Linked DNA regions of Rattus norvegicus: region 1 is linked to region 2. The links are chromatin contacts, called in public Hi-C maps. All regions are on one chromosome and are shown on one strand. Each heading gives the region's core, a stretch centred on a gene start, on an enhancer-like site or on the middle of the called end of the contact. The rest is flanking DNA. Distances are from core to core; before and after follow the strand shown.

Region 1 (2,700 bases), core at 103-2,602, 350 kb before region 2:
AGCTTTAAGATCATTTGATTCCTTCTGGACAATTGTATTAGGCTCTCTGAGGACAAATACCTGTGTTTTGTGTGATACATTTTTAAAAAGTGCATCAGAGTGCAGTCCCTGGGCCTGAAGTCAGGGTCAGCAGCTCACTGCCTGTGTGAGTCTTCAAGAAAGATCCTTTGCTCAAAGAGAGTAGACTGAACATGTTCTTGCAACATGCATAGTTGTGTAATGTAAAGCATATGTTATCTACCATGAGTTTGGCATTATAAAATGTATATTTTCAAACATTATATTGTCTACCATATATATTTTGATATATGTCTATATATAATGTACATAAATATATAACTTAATTATGATATACAATATGAATTTATATATAAATATAAATTATGTATACAATTTTAACTTGTTAATTAAAGAATAAGTTCAGGCAAGACAGTATATAGGAATGTCTTTTGTTGTGTCTGACCTACAGACTGCATTAGTAGAGAGAGACTGAGCCTGAGGATTCATGAGATCTGACTTTTCTCAGCATTTGGTAAATAAATGGTAAATTAAATGTTCTGTGCTTTTGCTTCTTAGTATAATGGTTAGAGTAATTCTCATCTCTGACTTATGAATATTAAACTACAAAAATTTCTTTTGCACTGAACTTGGCTCATTTCTTTATTGTTTGGGCCAGCAAAAATGCTATGAAAACAGCCCTGGAGTATTCCTTGAATGTATAAACATGCTATGGTAGGTATAGGATGTATAGGCTCTATACTCATAATAATAGATTTTATAGTAATGTATATACTCCTCATTATTATACATTTTATAGTAGTGTCTATACTTGTTTATATTTTACTGAATTATAGTAAAATACATTTAAGTGTTACCATTTTAGGGGTGAGCAGGTCCATAGGGCAGTTGTATTCATTAGGTCAGTGAGCTGGAGACAGATACGGCATCAGTTATCTTCCACCCCTGTTGTGAGGGAGAGCTGCTGCCCAGACCTGATTCTAAGTGTAGACCAGGGTAGCCTGGAGCACAGGGATGAGAGTAGGCATGCTAGACTTCTTGAAATCAAGTCTGACAGAGCCATCGGCTACCTGCTTCTCAGGGCGGTCAGGGCAGTAGCGGAGGGTTGCGATCAGGAGGGAATGCGTCAGCAGTGTTAAAACAAGCATCCCGCTCCATCTGGAGAACCAATGCTATAAATAGGAGCTCTGACCATGGCTCACACCAGGCTCTTGTATAATTATCTGTCTTCACAAGATGTGCCTGGCACATAGGACTGAAGAGCCTGGAGCTGTGCCTGATATACACAAGGTACTCAATAAGTGTTCCTTGAGCTGAACTGACTGGTGTCCTCTTCCAGGAACACTTCCTTGACTGGAACTGGATGTTAACATGTATTGGCTCTCACCAAGAGCCTGGTCCTGTATATAGCGATCACCTCATCCACTTGGCAAACTTCTGTCCATCCTTCAAGATCTAGCTCAAATGTCACCTGTTCTGCTAAACCTTCTTGACTGGCTCCAGCAAAGTGCCCCATGTCTCGTCACTGACAGCTCTTTGCTCAACAGTCAAAAGAAGCCTTACCACACTCAATTTGATCATATCTGCTTACCAGTCTGTCTCCCACACTGCAATGTGAGGTCATCATGTCTTTATTAATTTTTCTTTTGGTTAGTGAGACTTAACGAGGAACCAGTGAAACTATTTTTAAAGCATTTTTAATTTTGCTGAAAGAATAAGACACATTAATGCATTTATTCAGGGAACTTTGTCCTTATAGACATATGGTGAGCTAATATTTTTCTGTAACCAAGGAAGGACGATTTTTATTTGACTGAGAAAGAACGATTTCTCTGTATTCCCACATGTCAGCTCCTAGTAGCTTCCAGGAGGTGCCTAACATGCACACTAGTATCTGTTGTGCAACCAAACTCATGTTCTCAGGATATCTATTTTACCAGGCAGCTATGTGCTGGCATGCACAATAAGGCTGTAACAGAGCAAACCATGAGCAGGTTTCTACATAAATGGGTGTGCACTGGGCTCCTTTCCACCTGAGTGTTACCACCCTCAAATCCAACTAAATTCCGATAGTTCAGATACTGCTCTACTTACAAGATGCCATCTTAAGGAATCCACCATGAATTAAAAGTTGCAGACATCAAAGTTACATGTGACACATGCAGCCTACCGAACAGTTTGCCTTAGCAACAGAACCCCATGGGGAGTTGTTTTTTACTTTTGTGACACTGTGACAAACCTGAGACTTGTTGCCATTGTTGCTGCCTAGCACTACAAGAACATCACAATGCACATTGCTAGCCTATGCCAGAGTTGATATTAAATGTGAATTCAAAACTTCATGTACTAAGGGTTTGCTTACCGGCCTATGGTACAATCAGGAGATGGGACATTAGGAACTCACTTCTCCAGCTGTAACAGACATTTTATGCTCCCCTTCCACTCTTGCCCTCCCAGACCCTCCCCTACATTATTTCATCCTAAAATTTGTCTTTCCATTTCCAAATTTTATTTACTACATTTATTGCTTTATATTAGTACATATAAATTTGCCTGGAGACATTGTGTTATTTCATTGATCCTAATTCTGGGACATGTGGATCATTTCCAGCATTCTCCATTACAAGCTTTGTGGAGATTGTTGGGTTTTTGATAGTTGATCAAAGGGTAAAATTCTCCTCT
Region 2 (2,700 bases), core at 159-2,658:
TCCTCTTTACCAATAGCCAGTGGTTTTATGATGTATGCACTGGATGACAGCCAGACATTCGGATAAAATGAACGGAACGGTACTGAACGAACGCCCTTCCTGCAGTGGTACAACATCATCTCCCACCCTTGTATCATTCTATTTTGAGTATTAAGGACAGCATACTGCTGGTATCCTTAAGCTCAGTTTGTTCCTTATCATCAGATGAAATGCCCAAATAGGCAATAAGTCTACACTGACACAGCTACACAGTGCCAAGAGGCTTGCTATGGCAGTAGCCAGAGTATTCTGAAAACTCATCCCCACCCAAATGAGTGTGCATGGGCAGTGCTAAGAGCTGTACTAACATACGACAAAGCTACATTGAGTACACCCTCCCTGAGATTCAAGGCTGCTTGTACAGCGCTTTTATGCTCACTACAAACGACAGGTATATAATATATCTCACTTTAGGTGACACCACAGAATACTGTGGCACACTGGAAATAAGGCAATGTACTGAAGATGTCATACAGGACAGAAAAAAAATATGGAATTCAGGATGTTTAATAACTGAAAAGGCTGCACCCACACCCCCTCCAATCCACACGTTTAAAGATTTTTGTCTGTAACTGGAAGTTGAGATCACTGTACAGTTCAGGTATGGGGTTGCCTCCCTGAAATCCTGACTATTAGGCAAGAGAATAATTCAAGGTGATCCTCAAACAATATTTGAGGCTGGCCTGAGCTACTTATGAAACCCTATCCCAAAAAGAGGAAGGGAAAAAATTAATCTGCTACAGTCCTGGTTGAATAATAAAGAGATGACCAAACTGATGTTTTTAGGATCACTTAAAGGTGAGAATATATTTTAAGGTCAACAGGCAACTGATAACTTCGGTTAAGAAAATTTTGCCTGAGTCTGGAAGAACGGGCAGATTTCTAAACTTTCATGATGGACGTCATGGATGGCGTCCAGGCGGGTACATGGCTAAATGGATGAAGCACAGCCAACGAGCAACAGATCACATGTGTGAAGGGTTCCGAGAGGAGAGTGGTGCAAACGCGTAAAGGAAAAACGTCATTAAGACCTCTGTCTCAGTATCACTGTTGTTTGCAGTGGATAAATCTGTGCCTCCATCATAGCAAATCTGCAGGACGCAGGGGAAACCAGCGGCCGGTGCTGAGAATGGACCGGTGAGGCTACTGGGCACCGATGCGACCGCGGGACCCGTTTCCCGCCGCCCGCCGCCCACCGCCCATCCTCGGCGTCCCACGGCACCTTACTGCTAAGGGCCTCGGCGTGCGCGGTCGATGTGCGGGTGGGTCCCGGCGCGGCGCTGTCTCCGGGGTGCTCCGCACCGCTAGGCATCGCCACGCCGCACCGAACGGAGGAACCGCGGTGGATGAAACAGCAGGCGGCAGGCCCAACCGGAAGCCAGTGTTCCTTTCAGGACCCTGCCCCTTCCGGAACCTCGACCAATGGAGTGCGCATATTTACGCCTGCTCAGTAGCAGGCGTGGATACTAGATCCTGGAACTCCGACTTTAAGTAGCTGTGCATCAGCGCACATTAGTTTTGGCTAAAGGTTCGTCTGGCTTGGCTGGAGAGTCTATGAATGGTCTGTGTTGCCCCCTAGCGGATGCTATGTAAAAATAAATCACTAATCAGTAGTGTGCCTAACACTGTGGTCTTGGCTTTTTTTTTTTAATTTTTTAAATTGGATATTTTTATTTACATTTCAAATGTTATTCCCCTTTCCGGTTTCCCATTCATAAACACCGTATCCCATCCCCACTTCCCCTTCTTCTATGAAGGTGTTCCCCGTCCCCAACCACCAACCGCTTCCCACCTCCCCACCCTGACATTCCCCAACAATGAGGATCCAGCCTTGGTAAGACCAAGGACTTTTCCTCCCCTTAGTGCCCAACAAGGCCATACTCTGCTACATATGCAGCTGTAGCCATGGGTTTGTCCATGTATATAGTCTTTGGATGGTGATTTAGTCCCTGGAGCTCTGGTTGGTTGGTATTGTTGTTCTTATGGGGTTGCAAGCTCCTTCACCTCCTTCAATCCTTTCTCTAACTCCTCCAATGGTACCCCGTTCTCAGTTCAATGGTTTGCTGCTAGCATTTGCCTGTGTATTTGTAATGCTCTGACTGAGCCTCTCAGGAGACAGCTGTATCAGGCTCCTGTCAGCATGCACTTCTGGGCATCAGAAATATTGTATGTTTATGGGCTGGAACCTCAGGTAGGGCAGGTTCTGAATGGCAATTCCTTCAGTCTCTGTTCCAAGCTTTGTCTCCATATCTCCTCCTATGAATATTTTTACTCCCCCTTTTAAGAAGAACTGAAGCATCCACAGTTTGGTCGTCCTTCTTAAGCTTCATGTGGTCTGTGGATTGGATCTTGGGTAATTCGAGATTTTTGGCTAATATCCACTATCAGTGAGTGTGCATACCATGTGGTTTTTTTTTTTTTGTTTTTTTGTTTTTTGTTTTTTTTTTTGTGATTGGGTTACCTCACTAGGGATGATATTTTCTAGTTCCATCGATTTGCCTATGGATTTCATGAAGTCATTATTTTTGTAGAAATATACCACATTTTATATCCATCCTCTGTTGAGGGTTATTTGATTCTTTCCAGCTTCTGGCTATTATAAATAAGGCTACTGTGAACATAGTGGAGCATGTGTCCTTGTTATACGTTAGAGCATCTTTT

Evidence for each region. A called contact is a pair of places that touch in the nucleus more often than the background predicts.
Region 1: a Hi-C map of psoas muscle shows a contact between it and region 2, with 2.7 times the contacts expected there. The contact joins the enhancer-like site here to the promoter of Asdurf in region 2. A contact is called at or near these places in 7 of 12 Hi-C or Micro-C datasets (the A7r5 cell line, frontal cortex, kidney and 3 more).

The regions. Positions count from the first base shown.
Region 1 is chr9:55,967,768-55,970,467 of GRCr8, reverse strand. No RefSeq gene overlaps it. Among named protein-coding and RNA genes, the nearest start is that of Mstn, 18 kb to the right of the region's middle. Within about 2 kb of position 1,352, at least 6 of the 93 cell types and tissues checked have an H3K27ac peak or open chromatin away from gene starts, as enhancers often do.
Region 2 is chr9:55,617,507-55,620,206 of GRCr8, reverse strand. It overlaps Asdurf (ASNSD1 upstream open reading frame), which reads right to left and starts at 1,408. Exons shown (of 4, transcript NM_001399676.1): 1 at 1,262-1,408. The coding sequence starts at 1,351. Asnsd1 (asparagine synthetase domain containing 1) reads right to left here and starts at 1,408. Exons shown (of 6, transcript NM_001106763.1): 1 at 1,262-1,408. It also overlaps a transcript of Slc40a1 not described here.